Regions from separate parts of the Mus musculus genome. Here all the other regions are linked to region 1. A link is a contact called in public promoter capture Hi-C data. All regions are on one chromosome and are shown on one strand. Each heading gives the region's core, a stretch centred on a gene start, on an enhancer-like site or on the middle of the called end of the contact. The rest is flanking DNA. Distances are from core to core; before and after follow the strand shown.

Region 1 (4,648 bases), core at 1,139-3,638:
AGGTCTTTTCATGGTATGCCATATTCCTTAGATGTTTTGTGTCATGAACTTTTTAGGTTAAATATTTTCTTTGACCGATGTATCAATTTCTTCAATTGTATCTTCTACACCTAAGATTCTCTCTTCCATCTCCTGTATTCTGTTAGTGATGCAGGCAGAACCTGACAATGGAGCTCAGGAAACAAGACGCTACTCACCTCTGCTGCCTGTGCCCTAGGTGGACCCGACTGGACGGATATGATTCTCTTAAGTCACAGAACTTTGAGATGTTTTTCTTGGTTCTCAGAGTACTTCACATCTGCAGGTACATTTCAAACTGTTAAGCCCAGGGACCTATTTCCAGTGAGAAAGAGTATCTATGTCTAAGAAATTATCATTAGAAGCCAATCTGTGCTCATTTTTTTAATTGGGGCCCCTCCCAAATTATCCCAAATCATAATATTAGATCTTCATGGTAAAATTCAATAAAAGGAGGACTTGAGCAATGTAGCCTTATTTCAATTCCCCCTATTGTGGGGAATGTTGCTGACCTGCCCCTTCCACTACTCCCAGTATTTCCCAGTACTACCCAGTACTACCCATTACTACCCAGTACGCCTGTGTTTTCTGATGCTGCTGGTGTTTGAGTGTTACTATTTTGTCATTAATTTCTTTTTCAACTCAGATCAGTTTGCAAGCTTGCATCTTTCTGAAGACCAGTAACTAACTATCCACAAGCCCCAAGTGTGTACACATAGGCAAGTGGAATTGCTGTGGAATGCATGAGGTAAATCGATTCGCACCTACAATTTACATTTCTTCTCGGGTATGTCTGACACTAATGTCATGACTGAAGGACTGTGATGAAGATTAATTGCATAAACACTTTTTGCTGATTTTGTAAGCAGCCATGTTGGTTGTCATATTTTATTTTTCAAGCCTGGTGCCTAATAGTCGGATGGGGAGCGTTTCTACTTTTTTCCCCAGCAATTTCATAGATGAAGTGTCCCAAAGCAATCTTGCTTAACAAACTGGGGCAAGGTGTCTGCCAGCCTAGGTGTTCTAGCTAAATAGACGGTGCAGCAAGAGGCCAAAGGCCACTCAACTCAGTTTCAAGAATTTCATAAACATTTGGATTTGGGCAGGATTCCCCAAAATAAAATCTGTCACTGGAATGGAGCTTAAGACATCTGCTCACAGCATAGTGGCACCTTGAAGTTTCAGCGAAATCCTAGGAAGTGGTTGCATGGTCACGTGGTCACAGTTCTTAAAATGCCTCCAAATGTTCTTGCTGTTGGATTTCCTGTCTGTGCCCAGAAACGGGGTACCTACACCCACACATTTCTGTGCCTACTGCGCCACACCACACATCCACTTCTGCTTTCAGCCCTTGTGGAGACTGAGCAAGAAGTTTAACTGGTCTATTTTATACTAAACATAGACTCACTAATGACACAGTGTGCTAGATCAGGGGAAGAGACGAGTAGACAGCTGTGTCCAGCTTTCAACCTCAAGAGGAAATGTTGTCATCTACAAAGCTCACAATGGAGAACTAAGCAATCCCCCTTGTGAAAAAAAATTTGCAAGAATACGTCATAATATTTTAATTATGTTTATGATTTTATTTTAGATGGCATTCATAACATCCAGACACTAGCCAGCAGTAGGCCAAACCCAAGCCACTATTCTGTAAATAAAGTTTTATTGTCTCACAGCTGTGTTCATTTGTTTACATTTTCTAGTTTCTTCTCTTCCATTATAACAAGGTCAAGGAGTTTTGTGGCCTACAGAGCCAAACACATTTGTTATTTGGCCCGCCTAGAAAAGTTTACAGCCCTCTGAGCTGGAGCACAGGGACTGAGTGGAGACTGAGTAGATCAGCTCTGTGTCTTCTCAAGGTCAGTGAGACTGACCAGCACTCAGAGCTCTGATCAAGAAATTCCAGCATGTCACATGGGAAACCAAGGAGCTCGGTACGACTTTCAGACATAATTTGGCATAATTCAGGGTTTGTTTTACCTGGAAGCAATAGTATGGGGCTTGGAGTGTAAGGCACTATTTTAACGGGGAGCAGGATGAAAATAATTTAGTAGCCTGCAGCCTCTGCGATGTGTGGAAGTTGAACTAGCACATAAGCCCATATCCCAGGCTCTGCATAGGTCCCTGCGGTTCTTAAAACAGCATGTCATCTTGTCTGTCCACCTGTAAGCTGTAAGCTACAAAAGGCTTCCTCTCTCTCACCCACCAGGGACCTCCTCTACCACAGCTACCTGTTGTGAATTTGGCTTCCACGTGAGTGGACACAGATGATTCCAATGAAGAACTGCCCCCAGACTGGTGCTGCAGGTGGGAGCTTCAAGGGAACACAGGAAGCTTCTATTTAACATTGCTGGGAAGGGCTTGATTTCACATTAGCTCCTGAGCAACTTGGAGAGGCTGGACCCTGGGGTATGTCTACGAAGGAGAAACCATGCAGCGTCCTTCTACCCTGTCAGGCCTGGAACTGTGAATGGACTGAAGACCAGTGGGGTGAGGAGAGACAGGAGAAGCTGGGATTTGGGGGTGGATAGACACAGGTAGAAAGAATCCTGGCCTGTTGGTTTACTGGTATGATCTCTGGGGCTTATGTATCTTAGTTGGAACTCTTGTGTTTTTCTTCAAGCTATTCTACTATCTCTGGCAGGCATTTGAATACTTCTGTCCCACTGAGTTGGATTTACAGCTCTACAAGGGTCATCTCTACAGCTAGGTTGTTGGGCCAATTCTTGAAAAGCCCCCTAGATCATAGGCCTTTGAGCTGTGTGCTTCTGTTGACCCCTGCAACAGTAGAACATGACTTTGCCTTATTCTGAACTGTTTGCTAAAAGGAACAATTTGGGGCATGGTGTTTTTGGATTTACCCAGAACACCAAACCTGAGAAAGATTGAGAATACTCCCAAGGACATATGTGTATTTTGCATAAAAAAGGAAGTCTTCCAAACAGCATGGCCCAAACCTCCAGATGTATTTCTGTGCACATAACTCAAGCTCCCTGCAGATATCAATAACCAATCATCGTATTCCTGTCTGCTAAGCCTGGACAAGTCTCATGATCATTCTGAATGCTTTCTGTCGACACTACCAGGAAGTAAAACACAAGCTTAAATGGATTTATGACTTCCAAAGGCAAGTAGTACTTTTGAGGAGAAAACAGATCATGAATAATAATAGCTGACATGTATTGAGTTTTATTATGTGCCAGACATTGTTCTGGTTGACACGATGTCACTTCAAATATGCCACATAAATACAGGCTTTGTTTCAATTATTGTTCTCCTACCAGTGTTCACAAGAGTCTCTGGTGCATGGTGGTTGCTTAAAAATACTTACTTGAATTTTAAGTTCTACAACCAGCCATTAAACATATATTCTGAATGAAGAAATGGTGGCCCAGAGAACTCCAAATTGCCTAGGCTAGTGAAGGCTGGACCCATGGCTTCCTACCACATCCTGTTTCTCTTATGCGTCTAACCTTTTTGCCCCACTGTTTCCCATGGTAATGGTTCTTAGTTCCAAATGGTCCTTAGTCCCAGGACATTGATTGTTCAGTCTCCTGGTCCTCTTTAGTGTTCCTTTCTCAGTTCAGAATGCCATCTTTATATAAGAAAAAAAATGCTAGAATTGAAATCCAAATGCCTGTGGGTTTGATCAGAAGTTGCGGCGAAAGAGCAGTCCAGGTGGCACAGGGTAGGGGGCTGGAGAGATCATTTGTCCCAGCAGCTGGTCCTCAGTTACAGCAACTGCAGCTGTGGCTGATTCAAGCCAATATTGCCAGCTCCTCTCATTTTTCAAGGGAAGTAGGGTATCTGGATTTCGTTTGAAAGTACTTCCATGAAACAGCTCATGCTTAAAATACTGACAAGCAAGGGAAGTTAAAACAAAACAAACAGAAAACATTGGGCACCAAATAGAGTAGCTGTGTGGGGGTCAGTCTGTCCCGTTGATCTGTCCTGAGCTACCTGTGGAAGATGATAAAGAAATGAGAGCAGGTCAAAGCGGCTTTGGATAATTGGTCCTGTAGTCCTAGGCAGAGGAGAAGCATAGGGGACAGGTTGTAACTGTTTACTGTCTTAAAGGCTTCTGGGACTTAGAACTTCAGCTATGACACTTGGCACAGTACTTAATATTTCCCACCTCACACACACACACACATATACATACATACATATATATATGTGTATATATATATGTATATATATATATATATATATATATATATACACACCCTTGAGTTTGCCTGCAGATTGTGTGGATAGGTGTCTTACTTGGCCAGTATTAAGTAGATCCCGATCAGTTCTTCGCTTGTTTTTCTTTAGCTACACACACAAACTGTCAACAGCAATGACTAGCCACCGATATTTGTTGTTCTCACAGGCCTGCATGGTTTCATCTCTTATAAACAAGAAACACAATAGACAGAGTTGGTTCACAATTACAGAAGACTATTCAGATAGGAAAAAAACCAAGACAACCGAACGAAAAACTGGGGCTGTCATTGGAGGACACAGTATCGTGGCTTAGGCTTGTTATTCTTGGCAGACAGAGGTTCTTGATTTCCACTTGGCCCTCACCAACTCATCCGTAATTACAAAACACCCCACACCTATCGAGGGCCAAATAAATAATGTA
Region 2 (4,300 bases), core at 520-3,019, 1.2 Mb before region 1:
AGGAGAGGAGAGGAGAGGAGAGGAGAGGAGAGGAGAAGAGAGGAGAAGAGAGGAGAAGAGAGGAGAGGAGAGGAAGCCACAGTAGGGAGAGCTAGAACATGAGCACATGGCCAGAGATACAGCAAACAGTTGGGGGTCACTGCTGGAAAGGTAGCCAGGTCAGCAGTTACAAGAGTAGATTAAGGGTTACCCCGATGATTGTCAAAGTCAAATAAAATGACTGTAAGTTTCATTCATTTGTTAGCTACTTAGGAATAAGTTTAAATTGATTATACTATAATTCTTGAGTCAGTCTCTCTCTCTCTCTCTCTCTCTCTCTCTCTCTCTCTCTCTCTCTCTCTCTCTCTCCCTCTCCCTCTCCCTCTCCCTCTCCCTCTCCCTCTCTCCTTCTGACTCTGCCTGTCTGTCCCCTCCCCCTCATCCCCTCTCATTTTCACACGGGAATCTCACCAGGTAGCCTAGGCTAGCCTTGACTTCTTGACTTCCCAATCCTCCTTTCTCAGCTCCCTGGATATGTTCTTAGCAATCCCTTGCAAACTCTGCTGAAGCTGTCCACAGGGATCCCAGTCATGGGGAAGTAAGAAGCAAAGCAGCAGTCTCAAAAAGCAGTTGCTATGAACTGGCGTCAACAATAACAAAACACTGCCACTGAGCACAGGGAAGGGTGGATGAAGCAGTTTTCATAGGGTCTAAACTGCTCAAGAAAAGACTCAGAAAGCTCAGAAAAGGACTTCAATGTCTCTATTAACCCATAGCGGGGCTTCAACAATGGAAAACAGTGAATAGACATAGCTGATGGCTTTGGAGATCAAGGCTTAGCAATAAGGATGTTTGAAATAGCTGATCTTGAGATCAAAGATAGCAAGAAAGACATTAAGACCAATGGGAACAACTGAGGAGTGGGTGAATAGAGGGATCAAGGTGCTTAGAACCAGGTGACAGTCCAGACAAGTGCATATATGGCTAGAATAGGCAGTGTTTAAAGACAGAGACGACACATATTGGTTCTATTTCTTACAGAGAGAGTGGGACATCCTTACAGAGCTGCCCCCCTATTCTTGTTAAACGTTTCAACTGACTAGCCAGCTAACTAGCTGACAAGTGGCACATGTTTTGAAGTTACTGACTGTTCCTTTACCACCACAGCTGCGCCTGTGCTCTGCATTTACAGTGGAGTCCTATTGGTTGAGAATGCCTGTCAGTGGTTCTCCTTCCAAGCAATGTGTGAAGAATTCATTTCTCATTTCATTCCTTCCACTTTACCAAGCAATTCCCAAGATTGAAGTTCCAAGGTACCAAGGCAAGAGGTCATGAGAGCCACTGGTGTTTCTGTCAATATAGGGTAAGTGTATGGAGGTCTGTGGGGAATGGTAATGCTTCAGCCATAACAATCCCCTTGTAGGTAACTGTCATTTGAATCATGATGTTGGTGATCAACATCCCGGGAATAATGAGTATAAAGCCTTACAAATAGTTTCTTTAAAATTATCTAGCACAAATCTGGCATATTGCTGTTTGTCAAATTATTCCCATGCCAGATGCTTACAAAAAGTCTGCTGCCCATTGCCAAATGGCTTTGCTGCACATTTCCTCATTAGATAGAGTTGACATTCTTCACAGATACTCGATCAAACGGAATTAATGACCACAAGATTCATATTTGCATTCTGCACCTACCATGTCTGTTGCCACTCCACACCCCACTCACCTGCTGGTTCAGGCTCATCCTTCTTCTGTGGATATGGGATGCGCCGGAGTTGCCAAGAACAGTGCTACAGTTTGCATTTTGATCACAGGAAGAGAGTGACTGTGTGGCACCAAGAGGAGTTGCCTTTCTAATGTGCACCCTTTCTGTCATTTTTGAAATGTGCTGCATTTTCAGATTGCACACACTCTCCCATCCTAATGTAGGGCCTGTCAATCCCCAGCACAAATTGCAGAAGGGCAAAGGACTCTGCGATGGCTCCTTTGTCAAGACAGAGTGTTTGGGACACTACATCTGACCCACTCAAACCCCATCATTCTTCAAAGAACTCAAAAGCCTTGAGTCTGCTAGTGTTCAAGGTCAGCAAATGCTCTTGTCTCTGGAGATTAATCCATTTCTCTCCCAGTCTTAGTGAAATAAAGCATTGCCATAGCAGCGGGAGGAAAAAAAACCAAACACCTAGATATGTGTACTGTTTCAGATGAAAATATATCATCATTCAAACAAGGAATATGTGAGCTCGTGATTGACAGCTACAGTATTCAACATTTACAATTCCCTCTTCAGGGATATTCAGCATCGATTGAAACAGAATGCAGTGTTTAGGAACTACTCAGGGGTACTTTCAATAAAATGCTTCAAATAATGATTGTCCGAAGCTTGCTAGACACTTTGTAAATGTCAGAAACACATTAAATATGCTAAATGAGCATGTCCAATAGCCAGAAAACAACACGAGTGATTTACAATCAATTTCACACATGCCTGGGAAAGTCTCCTTGATGCAAGACAAAATGGTCCTCTTTGACCAGAGCATACTGACCCCCAAGTTTTGGTCCTGTCTTAGTATTCATGGATCTGCTCAACATAAACTGTGGGACACTTTCTTGGTGTTAAGTAGATATGTTTGGGGGGTGCTAAATAAGAGTTTCAAGTTTAAAATACCTTTTATAGTTGAGTAAGGACTAGAGAAGATGTCATGTTTCATTAACAGTAAATAGAGAAAGGTTACTATACACCTTAAAGTTAAAAGGCTTCTGGCTATATCCTTACATCCCTCGAGGACCTTCAGACCTTTACCATTCTTAGCCATTTCATCTCGCTCATGGGTTTTATTGTGCATTTGGGGAAGGAACCACCAGATCACCCATCACTCAGATGCCCTCTCTGTTAACACCATGCATATCTAGGAACACCTTGATAGTAAAACTCCACTGGGCCTGTCTTTTTACCATAAAACATATTATTCCTAAGCTTAGGCCACCAGTAGTCCTATTATATCTGTGTAGTTTTCAAAATATTTGTTTTTTTATGTACATGAGGGTTTTTCCTGTATGTATCTGAATACAATACATGCATTACAGTGCTTGGATCCCCTGGGACTGAGTTTATTTAGTTCATATATATGCTGTTGTTCATATGTATATATCTGCATATGTCTTTGGGTTGACCACTTGAGACTGGATAACCAAACACTGACCCTCTTTTTCTCAGTAACAATGACTACTTGGAACTGTTCATCTAGTGTGGTGCTCTGTGAAATTTCCCCTATTCACAATGGCATGTCAACTGGTATTGCCACTGTTTGGTCTTATTAAGGCAGCTAGACTGTTGTACTTTCCTAAGTGCAGCTTTCCTGGTACATATGAAGACACAATCTCACAGCAGGTATATTGGTCTTCACAATCTTTCTGTCCTTTCTTCTTGATGATACCTGTGCCTTACCCATACGCTCTGGACTTGGACTATAAATGTATCTATTGGGGCTGGGAACCCCATAGTAAGTTGTTCTTAGTAGCTGTGGTTTCCTGGAATGGTCCTTGTCTGCTACAAAAAGAGGCTTCTTTGATCAAGAGTGAGAGTTATACTTTTCAAATTCGATCTGGGCACAGGATGAATGCCCCCATACAAGGGCTGGCAGTTGGATGTGGTATAAGTGGACTGAGGTAGTGCAAACTGGCCAGATTGGACTGGCACACAGAATATGCAACTGACTCTAAGCTTATGGTTTGGGACAGATGCAGAGAGGACTGACCAGACTGGTCTGACACACTCAGACTGTTGCTTTAATGCAGTTAAAACATATGGGGCTTAGCATTGTTCCTGGAATGTAGGAAGGGTTACAAAATCACTATTATTATCCAGCATTGTCCTATAGCTCCACTCAAAGTAATTAATATCAGCAAGAGAATCTGAATTTCCAAATAGTGGACCTTATATTATCCATACTTGATGCTTCTTAGAAATTCACGTATTTGTCTTTTACACTACCTAGACATCTGAATTCACTTCACTCTTACTTGGTTATTCTTTTTTTTTTTTTTCAGTTCCATTTTTTGGATTAATGTGCTGTTGTCTAGGCATTTGTCTATGAGACTTCATAAACCTCAGGCTCAATGAGAGGTGGGATTCATTCCCAAGACCTTGCCCACCAACTGCCTAAGGCTGGTTACTTAATCCTAAACCTTTATCCCAGACACATCTGCTGTTTTGAGACAGACTCATATCCTCAACTCTCGGTTTAATATTTATAACTACAATTATCCTGAGTTTACTCCCTCTTCCACACCTTCCCCGAAAGGATAGCAGCTTCCT
Region 3 (4,181 bases), core at 451-2,950, 1.8 Mb before region 1:
AGCACCCTATTAAGAGGTCTAAGGATGGTGCCATTGCCCTTTAAAACAGAATGTACATACTACCAAATGCCAGCTCTGAACCAGAATAGGGCTCTTAAGCCCTTTAGGATGCAACTAACCCTCCCTCCCTCCCTCCCTCCCTCCCTCCCTCCCTCCCTCCCTCCCTCCCTTCCTTAATTAGAATAGAGTCATTGCAGATATAATACAGAGGACCCAATCTGATAAGGTAGGCATCCCTATTAGAAGAGGTGAGAGGGATGTGGGAGGAAGATTAGACAATGGAGTGCTGTACCTGTACCCAGGGAACAAAAGGATTGACTGCAGACTTGAAGCTAGGAGAAGCATGGTGCATTCTCCATGAAGATTTCAGAGGGAGGACAGCTCCAGTGAACAACTTCAGACTTCTGGCTCCAAACCACAAAAGCATTTCTGTCATTTTAAGCCATCCTGTTAGTAGTTCTGGTAGTCCTAGGGAATGTTTTGGGGGATAAAATTACATTTCCCCTTTCCCTTCCGTCCCTCTAAACTTTTTCATAGACCTCTATTGCTCTCTCTCAAATTAAGTCTCTTTTATTAACTGTTAAGTATATAAGTGTGTATACATATGCGTTCTCAAATGCATTAATTAGTACAACCCTCAGTCTGTATGATGATTTCGGGGCTGCTCATTTGGTAGTGTGTAACCTTCCCAGGGGAAGATTTACCCCATTCCTAGCTTCGGCATTCCTTAAGTACCCGTGGTTCTTTGTGTAGGGTAGGAGTCTCTTTTCACAAAGGGCTAATGCTTGAATTAAATTTAGCCTTTAAATGCTGGTAGAAAATTTTTCTTTAGCATTATTAGAACCAAACCAAACAGCTGCTGACTGGACAAGGAAGGCCATCGACTTTAAATTTTCTCCCATGACCAAGTGTGGGAAAGAGAGCATACAAGCTGTATCTTTTAGGCAGTGTGCACAGTATGTACTGATGGGTTAATATTTTATTGCTTGCCAAGTGGCTTAACCCATCCAAACCGCTGTTACAAACTGCCATAAAGTGGCTGGCTCATAGGCTACAGAAACTTGATTTTTACTGTTCTTGTGACTGGGAGGTCCAAGACGAGCACAGCTGATGAGAGCCATCTATTTCTAGTTCATGGCTGGCGTGACCTTGGTATGTTATGCTTGAGAGGGCGTAGGCACCTCTTAATAGGGCATTCATCTCTTTCCCGTGGGTGTCACAGTCATCTCGTGACCCAGAAAGTTCCTTAAAGCCCCACCTCTTAACATAGGAGTGTGCTGATGAACGCCATTCAGATGACAGAATTAGGTTGAGAGGGAGGTGGTTTCATCTGTTAATGTTCCAGGACCTGGGGACCGTGCCCATCAAGTCAGGCATAGACATCCAGGCCAGGCGAGAACTGGCCAACTACTTTTTGAGTACCAAGATTAATAAGTGTGAGGCCTAGCCGCCGGGATTATAGCGAGGCACACGCGGCTCTGGTCGCTCCCGGAGGTCTGGGCCTCGGCGCAGATCGCGTCCCTCAGTTGAGAACGGCCATGAAGCCCAGAGGCGGCTGGTAACTAAGGGCTCCGCTCCGCTCCCGGATGTGGCTTCACGCTACCGCCTCCGTCCTTCCGTCTGGGCGGAACTCGGCTCCCGGATCTGGTGGTTGTGTACGTGGAAGGGCGGCGCATGCGCGGCGGGGCCCGGCTCAGCTGTGCGGAAGGCTCGCAGCGCCGCGCGGCCGCGGGAGGCGGTGGGGCCGGGGCCGCCGCTGAGGCCGCCGGAGCCGGCCGGAGCCGGCGCTGAGGAGGGGCCATGAGCTGGTTCAATGCCTCGCAGTTGTCCAGCTTCGCCAAGCAGGCCCTGTCCCAGGCCCAGAAGTCCATCGACAGGGTCCTGGACATCCAGGAGGAGGAGCCGAGCGCCTGGGCCGAGGCCATCCCGTACGGCGAGCCGGGTAAGCGGGTCCCGGGGTGTCGCGCCTGCCTGCCTGCCTGCTGTCGGACCCCAGTCCCGCACGCCTCGGCCCCGGTGCGGGTCCTGCTGACCTCAGGTGTCAGCTCGAGCTCTGGTCCTGGCCCCAGGCCCCTGACTACAGAGTCAGGAGCACAGCCCCAGATCCCCAATTGCTAGGCGTCTTCCGCCTTGGCGCCCTAGGTCCGAGCCTTGTAAATCCCCAGTCCCGGAGCCCCGCGGGAAGCGTTTAAGGAACACAAAAGACTTTGTTTACAAAAAGTTCACCGTCTCAAAACAACCCGAGTCAGGGATGGTAGACCCCGTGTTCTACAGAGGAGCTAACCGAAACTCAGAATGCATAACTTTCTCCAGGTGAGGCACAGTCTGTACGGGGCAGAGTCCCAAGAGAATTTGTGCTCCAAGAGTTCCCAACTGTAGCCCTTTTTGCAGCACCAGATCTTTCAGATGAACTGAAATTACTCTTTCCAGGATTATTCGGTTGCTTGTGTCTTTACGTCTAAGGGAGTCTGGAGCACTTTTCGTGTGTAGCAACAGACACTGGGGCAAACCTTTGGATGAAAGTTAACTGTGGTTTCTGGTTTTAGATGTACATTGTTGAAAACTCGGGACCTAAGTTGAATCATTGATAACGTAGTTTATGTATGACTGTAGATATATCGTGATCTTATTTCATTCTCTGTGGCACCTTGCTATTGGGAAGCTCGCCTTTTTGTGGTTGGACCCCAGAGCTGGAGTTACTAAACTTAAGATCAGATGTTTCAAATAAAAAGATACTCATTATCCCCCGCCCCGGGCGAAATCTGAGACATGGATAGTGCTGTATAATTTATTTTAGAGGGCAGGTTGTCTGAAATGGAATATGCTTTCTTGAATGCTATTTTCATTGATCATCTGTTGTGTTTTAGATTACAAAACAACATGGGTCTGAAGAATAGGAATAGTTTAAGTGGATGTGTGGTTACTATAATTTTGTACCACATTTTTCAAGAGGCAAAGTTAAACCCTGGTATCCGTGAGGATGCTAATTAGCTACCTCGAAGACCTAATCTTGCCTTAAGCTTTGTTTTCTGGTTTCACACACTGAACAAATAAATGTAAAACTCTGTTCCCAGTTCAGTTTCCCCAACACTCTTCATTCCTCATAGCTGTGGAATCACGTTAAGAGGCAGATTTTATTAAAGGGCTTCTTGAGTTGTTTTTTTTTTTTTTTTCTTCCTCAGGAAGTCTGTGTACCCTTTCCATAAGCTTCTAATTGCAGAGTTTTGGTAATTTTGCTATCTTAAAAAATGTGGAAAAAATAATTTGGGGTTTAAGAGAGGGGAACTTGCAGACTGGTCATTAAGTACATAAAAGTGAATTCATTCACTAGAACTCACTGTTCTCATCAGTTTAATTATGATTTTTGAAAAAGACTGTCTCTATTATCTCAGGTTAAGTTTTGAGCATTGCTGTCTGTTTAGTTTATAATGTTACAAGAATAAAATGAGCGTGTGGCTGGATAGTGCTGTGACTGCATGTGCCTGTTAGTGAAGATTTGAACTGTCTTTGTGAGATGAGCCATGTGCCTGGGATTTCACACTGGCTGTACAGCCTTGATCACTACTTTAAGCATGTATTCCGAGGGGCTAGCATACTTGCTTTGGCCTGGCAAAACCAAGTCTGGTCTTGTACTTGTTCCTGAGACTCTCATAGGTTGGCCCACACTGGTTTTATTCTTTAACGCCCAAAGTTAACCTGGAAACTAATAAAGTGATGCTGTAAGGAAAGAGTCTAACTTTTCCGAGTTACAGGGTGCAGTTCATAAATTCCCTTTGCTCCCACTTGATGACTGATGATGATTTAAATACGAATGCTAACATTCTTTACTTAATGAACTAATTTATTTTGTCAAAGGAATAAGTCCCCCTGTGAGTGGAGGATGGGACACTTCAACCTGGGGATTGAACTCAACAAGCAGCGAACCTCAGAGTCCCCCAACAGCCTCTCAAGCAATTACAAAGCCAGTTCGAAGGACTGTAGTAGATGAATCTGAAAATTTCTTCAGTGCCTTTCTCTCTCCGTCGGATGCCCATACCATTCAGAAGAGCCCAGTGGTATCAAAACCTCCATCTAAATCCCAGCGGCCAGAGGAAGAAGTGAAAAGCAGCTTACAAGAATCGTCATCTCCTGGCCAGTCCAGAGTTTCTGAGACAGCTGAAGTGAGAGACTCCGTGTGTGTT
Region 4 (4,625 bases), core at 1,372-3,871, 1.9 Mb before region 1:
AGTATGTCATTCAACTTCTCTGAGTGTCAGGTTCAATAATGAAGATAGTCATAGTTTAGTGGTGGAACTGCATGGCACAATGCAGTAAAATACTCAGCACACAGTACTTAGCAAAGTACTTAGCACACAGAGCCCTCTATAAAAGTTTATTATAATTAGTTATAAAGAAAGAAAAGAAGAATTTGTGGGGAAAGCTAGAAAGTGCTTAGAGATGTATAGAAAAAGAAACAAATTAAGGTTACAGGCTCAAATTATTCTGGGGTATAAAGAAATTTTTATGTTTCTGGTTGGTCTGGAACTCATGCAATCCTCCTGCCTCGGCCTCTGGAGTGCTGGGTTTATAAGCATAAGCTACTATGCCTTGCCTGCTCTTTGCAGATATATAACAACAGGTACTTTTCTCTTTATCTTCAAAGACGTAGCTAACAATTAATAGTTCTATGTGACATAGAAATGAGAAAGGTGAAGACTCCAGACTGCCAGGTTCAGTGGCCTAAGATCATAATGAGAGAGCTATATTTAGTTAAGAGCTGACTGTGAAAAATGGGTTCTATGAAGGCCACAAGGTGACCAGGGCTGTGCTGGAGTCTGGACATATAATGCTTTGAGTGTGAGGGGAGGGGGATTTTATTTATTTTTTCCTTGTATATTTGATTGGTCTGTGTCAAACCTTTCTATTTAAGAGAAGATAATCCACCCCATAACTAGGTAACCACCAAAGAGGAAGAAAAGAATATGAAAGTTTACAAGAGATGTAAACCCATTATTAGAGTTCTTTGGTTTTGTTTTGTTGGATTTTCAAGATAGGGTTTCTCTGTGTATCCCCAACTATACTCATACTTGCTCTGGAGACCAAGCTGGCCTTGAACTCACAGAGATTCGACTGCCTCTGCCTCCCAAATGCTGAGATCGAAGGCGTGCACCAGCAGTGCCCAGCTAGTTATTTTATTTTAAAGAAGCGACTTTGTGAAGTCTGTCCTCTGGGAAGAAGCAGAGTTTTGGGGGCAGGTTCAGGAACAACTGCCTCTGGCTTTCTTCCCCTGACTAATGGTTGCTCAGCTGCCCGTTTAGTCAGAGTCCGCTAGAGCCTGTGTCCTCTGCACACTACGCCATCCCCAGAGTTGGCAGTTCCTTCAGCCACACACAGCTAAGATCTCACATGGAGCCCACATTTGAGAACCGGTGACCACTCCGAACCACGCCTGGAAATGAGGAAGCTTGCCAGTCTCCTCCGTGCTGTGAGTTTGCTCCTTTTGAGGCTCAGCAAATGCCATGTGTCCCTGGGCCAGAATTCAAGTCTGATTCATCTTGGTGCGCTCAGAGCTTGGCGTGGGATCTGGTGCCCAGAGGTAGCTAAGTAAATAAGCCAGCTAACCTCAGGCCAACTTAAGACAGCGCCTTATCACGCACCCCTTCCTAAGAGCCCCGAGTGTGCATCTCTTCTCTCTCCTTTTTGGGATTGTTTTTTGTTTTTCTCCCTAGCAGCTTCTCTTTCTCTTTGGGTTTGTTCGGAAAGAGAAACCTTAGAAAAGGACTTCTTTTAGGGCAAGAGGGTGTTTTGTAAAACCTTCTATTTAAATTCGTATAAGAGATAATAAAATGGCGAATATAACCATTTATTTTGTTAAAAGGTGGAAGAAGCATTTTTAAAGGGTAACCTACAAGGAAAAACAGCTTCTCAGGAAACAGGTGCGGAAATGTGTACGTGTATGTGCGCCAGAATGTTCACGTATAACCTTACTTAGCACAGGAAACTTCTTAACCAGCATCGAAAAGGCCTTCAGAGATGTTTAAGACCCCAGGCTAAGGAGCAAAGCTAAAGCGACCGTGTCCGGCAACTTCTAGGGGAAAAGAAAATGTCAGGGGGCCTCGTTTCCAGAGTCACCTCACAGGGGAAGATGCGCCACCAGGAGACTCGCATCCGCCTGAGCGGAAGCTCAGTTCTATGTACAGTATAGACAGACATTAGCCGGAGAGGCCACTTAAACACAGCCCTGGGTCCACACCCTGTCACTCCAGGCTTTGCTAGGCAGCCCCAGGACAAGGTTACAACACCACCACATTTTTTCTTATTTTTAAAACACCCACTGTGCTACAAACATCTGACAGGCGAATATCTTCAGCACGGGGACGTGGGAGGGGGTAGTTCTCATTGTCCCAAGTTCTCAGCGTTTTCCTCACCTCTTCCCTCCCAGGGTCCCTGCTCAAGCCTCTAGAGCAAAAAGAGAAAGAAAGGGGACCTCAGAGAGCTGTGGCCTCGCCCTGAGAACAAGTTTCCACTGGGTGGGCCACTTCCCGAGACCCTTCCCTGAGGCAGGCGCTCCGTGTGGACCTAGTCTTGCATTTCGCGATCTTGTCCTCGTGGTCCCTACGTCCTGACCCTGGACAGGTGCTCCAGGCAGAAGACCCCACTTACCCAACAACCGAAATCATCATGGCAGCCACCACCAGGTAGTTGGTCTGGTAATAGAGCAGATTGCTCACTACACGGTTGTTCCATTTGGAAATGTCCCTGAAGTCCGGCCGGGCGAAACGATCAGAGCCCGGGAAGAAATCGTCCCAGGCACGGAGCGGGGCGAGGTTCACGTCCATGTTCCTCTGCTTCGCGAGCTTCGCCTTCGGAATCTGGAGGCGGCGGCAGCGACAACCAGCTGGATGAAAGATGACAGCGGGTCCTTCGGATTGGTTCTGCGGTTAAAGCACGGCAGGGCTCAGAAAATTGGCTGCGGGCGGGTGTGTTGGTCTGTCTGTGATTGGCTGGAAGTGGTTAGTGACTCAGAGCAGTGGGCTTTATCCAATGTTAGGACAAAAAGTAACTAGCGGAAATCCCCTACCTAAACTAAAGGTGGTGTCAGTTCTCTCTGGCAGTTTAAATACAAACCATCTCTTTTTAAACACATCGCTTGTGTGTGTTCTTTGCCCTGAAGGGAGAAAAAAAAAAAAAAAAAAAAAAAAAAAAAAAAAAAAAAAGCAGCTGTTCAGCTGTCAATATAAGTGGAATGGAATGGAAGCCGGCCTCAGTGTCACTGAAGTCCGGTATTGCTAATCTCCCCACATATGCGTGCAATTTTCATGAGTCACTTTGTGTGAAATCACACTAGAAAAAAAAAAAATGGGAGCAAGGGTTTGACTGAAGTGAACTGAAATAAAGTGATTGCCAGCTCGCCTTTTTCTTCGCCCTTCATTTCTGCTGTCCTGTGGCAAAATTACTGAACCGTTGTGCCATCGTTATAGATAGAAGATAGATAGAAGCGGATGACTTCACTTCTTCCTGAGCGAGCTCTTAGCAGCTTCAAAGCAGACAGCTGCTGGAGGTGCTCTGTGTTCCTGGGCAGAAACATGGCTTCCCAGGCCAGAAAGGTTTCTTAGTTTTATTCCAATATTAAACAAATAACATTTACCTAAGAAAACAACTTCTACAAGACCACCAAGCTACACAACCATAACACATACACAGAGAACCTAGCACAGACACACGTAGGCCCTGTGCTAGCCGCTTCAGTTTCTGTGAGCGCCTATGAGCCCTGCTTAGTTGATGCTGTGGGTTGTTTTCTTGTGGTGTCCAGGATCCCCCTGACTCCTAGGCTTCTAAGATGGCAGTGCCTAAGGTAACAGTGTTTCTAAATTTGCAACTGTTAATTTTTAACCAAACTCAAAGTGCTCTACTAAGACCACCAACTTACCCTAAAACAAAGAGTAGTAAAATATACTTGAGGCGAAGTCAGACTTAGTTGTTTAGCTGATTAGAAAGGCAGTTGAGGAAATCATTGGGGGCTTTATGAAAATGTCTTCTGCCACTGGTGTTTAGGATAGCCTGGCAATGGACTCCAGCAATTTACTTTGGAGAAAAGTAGTTCCTAAAAAATCAAAACAAAACTAATTTATTGTGAATGAATGTCTTGCCTGCATTGTGTATGTGCTGTACCCGCATGCTTTGTGCCTGCTGAGGTCAGAAGAGGGTGCCAGAGCTCTTGGAACTGGAGTTACAGATGATTCTAAGCTGCCACGTGGGAACTGGGACTTGAATCTGGGTCCTCTGAAAGGACAGCAAATGCTCTTAACCTCTGAGTCATCTCTCCAGGCCAGTGGAGGAATGTCTTAACTTCCCCCAGCCTTCCTTGATTCTTAGGTAAACCGGGGTTAGTAGAAAATCTGCCACAGAGGCTAAATGAGGGATGTTTGGGAAGTGTTTAGTATATGCAGCATTTACAGATTTTACTGTTATCAGTAATAATACAAACTGGCATGGTGAGGCAGACCTATTCCGGAGACCAAGACAGGAGAATTTTAAGTTCAGGGCTTGTAGGGATTACAAAGTGAGTTCAAGGCCAGCCGGAGCAAGTTGGTAAGATTGTGGCTCAACATAAAAAGCGAGAAGAGTGCTAGAAATAGAGTTCAGTGATCAAACTTGCCTAGCATGGAGCAGCATTGGTCCTGTGTGCAGACCCCATTATTACAAAAACAAACAAACAAACAAACAAACAAACAAACCAAATAGCTAGCAGAGTCCTTAATTTTTCTGGTTGATGTTTACAGTGTTTTAACCTGTTTTCTATACTTTTAAAATAAACACCTGCTGCTGTTGATCTCAGGTCCTGTTGTCATTGATCATTGTGGTTGCCTCT

The links. Promoter capture Hi-C pulls out the DNA fragments that hold promoters and counts their contacts.
Region 2: a promoter capture Hi-C map of hippocampal neurons shows a contact between it and region 1, with 2.8 times the contacts expected there. The contact joins the enhancer-like site here to the promoter of AY512915 in region 1. A contact is called at or near these places in 5 of 39 promoter capture datasets (the C10 cell line, cranial neural crest, hippocampal neurons and 1 more).
Region 3: a contact with region 1 is called in a promoter capture Hi-C map of hippocampal neurons, with 7 times the contacts expected there. The contact joins the promoter of Tmf1 here to the promoter of AY512915 in region 1. A contact is called at or near these places in 2 of 39 promoter capture datasets (cranial neural crest and hippocampal neurons) and 1 of 115 datasets of contacts at active chromatin or transcription factors (astrocytes).
Region 4: a promoter capture Hi-C map of hippocampal neurons shows a contact between it and region 1, with 5 times the contacts expected there. The contact joins the promoter of Arl6ip5 here to the promoter of AY512915 in region 1. A contact is called at or near these places in 2 of 39 promoter capture datasets (the HPC-7 cell line and hippocampal neurons).

The regions. Positions count from the first base shown.
Region 1 is chr6:95,331,733-95,336,380 of GRCm38.p6, reverse strand. It overlaps AY512915 (cDNA sequence AY512915), which reads left to right and starts at 2,388. Exons shown (of 4, transcript NR_033559.1): 1 at 2,388-2,508.
Region 2 is chr6:96,548,005-96,552,304 of GRCm38.p6, reverse strand. The region is part of intron 3 of Tafa1 (TAFA chemokine like family member 1); the gene reads right to left. Among named protein-coding and RNA genes, the nearest start is that of Gm26011, 11 kb to the left of the region's middle. Within about 2 kb of position 1,769, at least 4 of the 459 cell types and tissues checked have an H3K27ac peak or open chromatin away from gene starts, as enhancers often do. A contact at or near this core is called in hippocampal neurons, where this site is marked.
Region 3 is chr6:97,176,643-97,180,823 of GRCm38.p6, reverse strand. Tmf1 (TATA element modulatory factor 1) reads left to right here and starts at 1,700. Exons shown (of 17, transcript NM_001081111.2): 1 at 1,700-1,942; 2 at 3,856-4,181. The coding sequence starts at 1,801.
Region 4 is chr6:97,208,788-97,213,412 of GRCm38.p6, reverse strand. It overlaps Arl6ip5 (ADP-ribosylation factor-like 6 interacting protein 5), which reads right to left and starts at 2,621. Exons shown (of 3, transcript NM_022992.2): 1 at 2,417-2,621. The coding sequence starts at 2,592.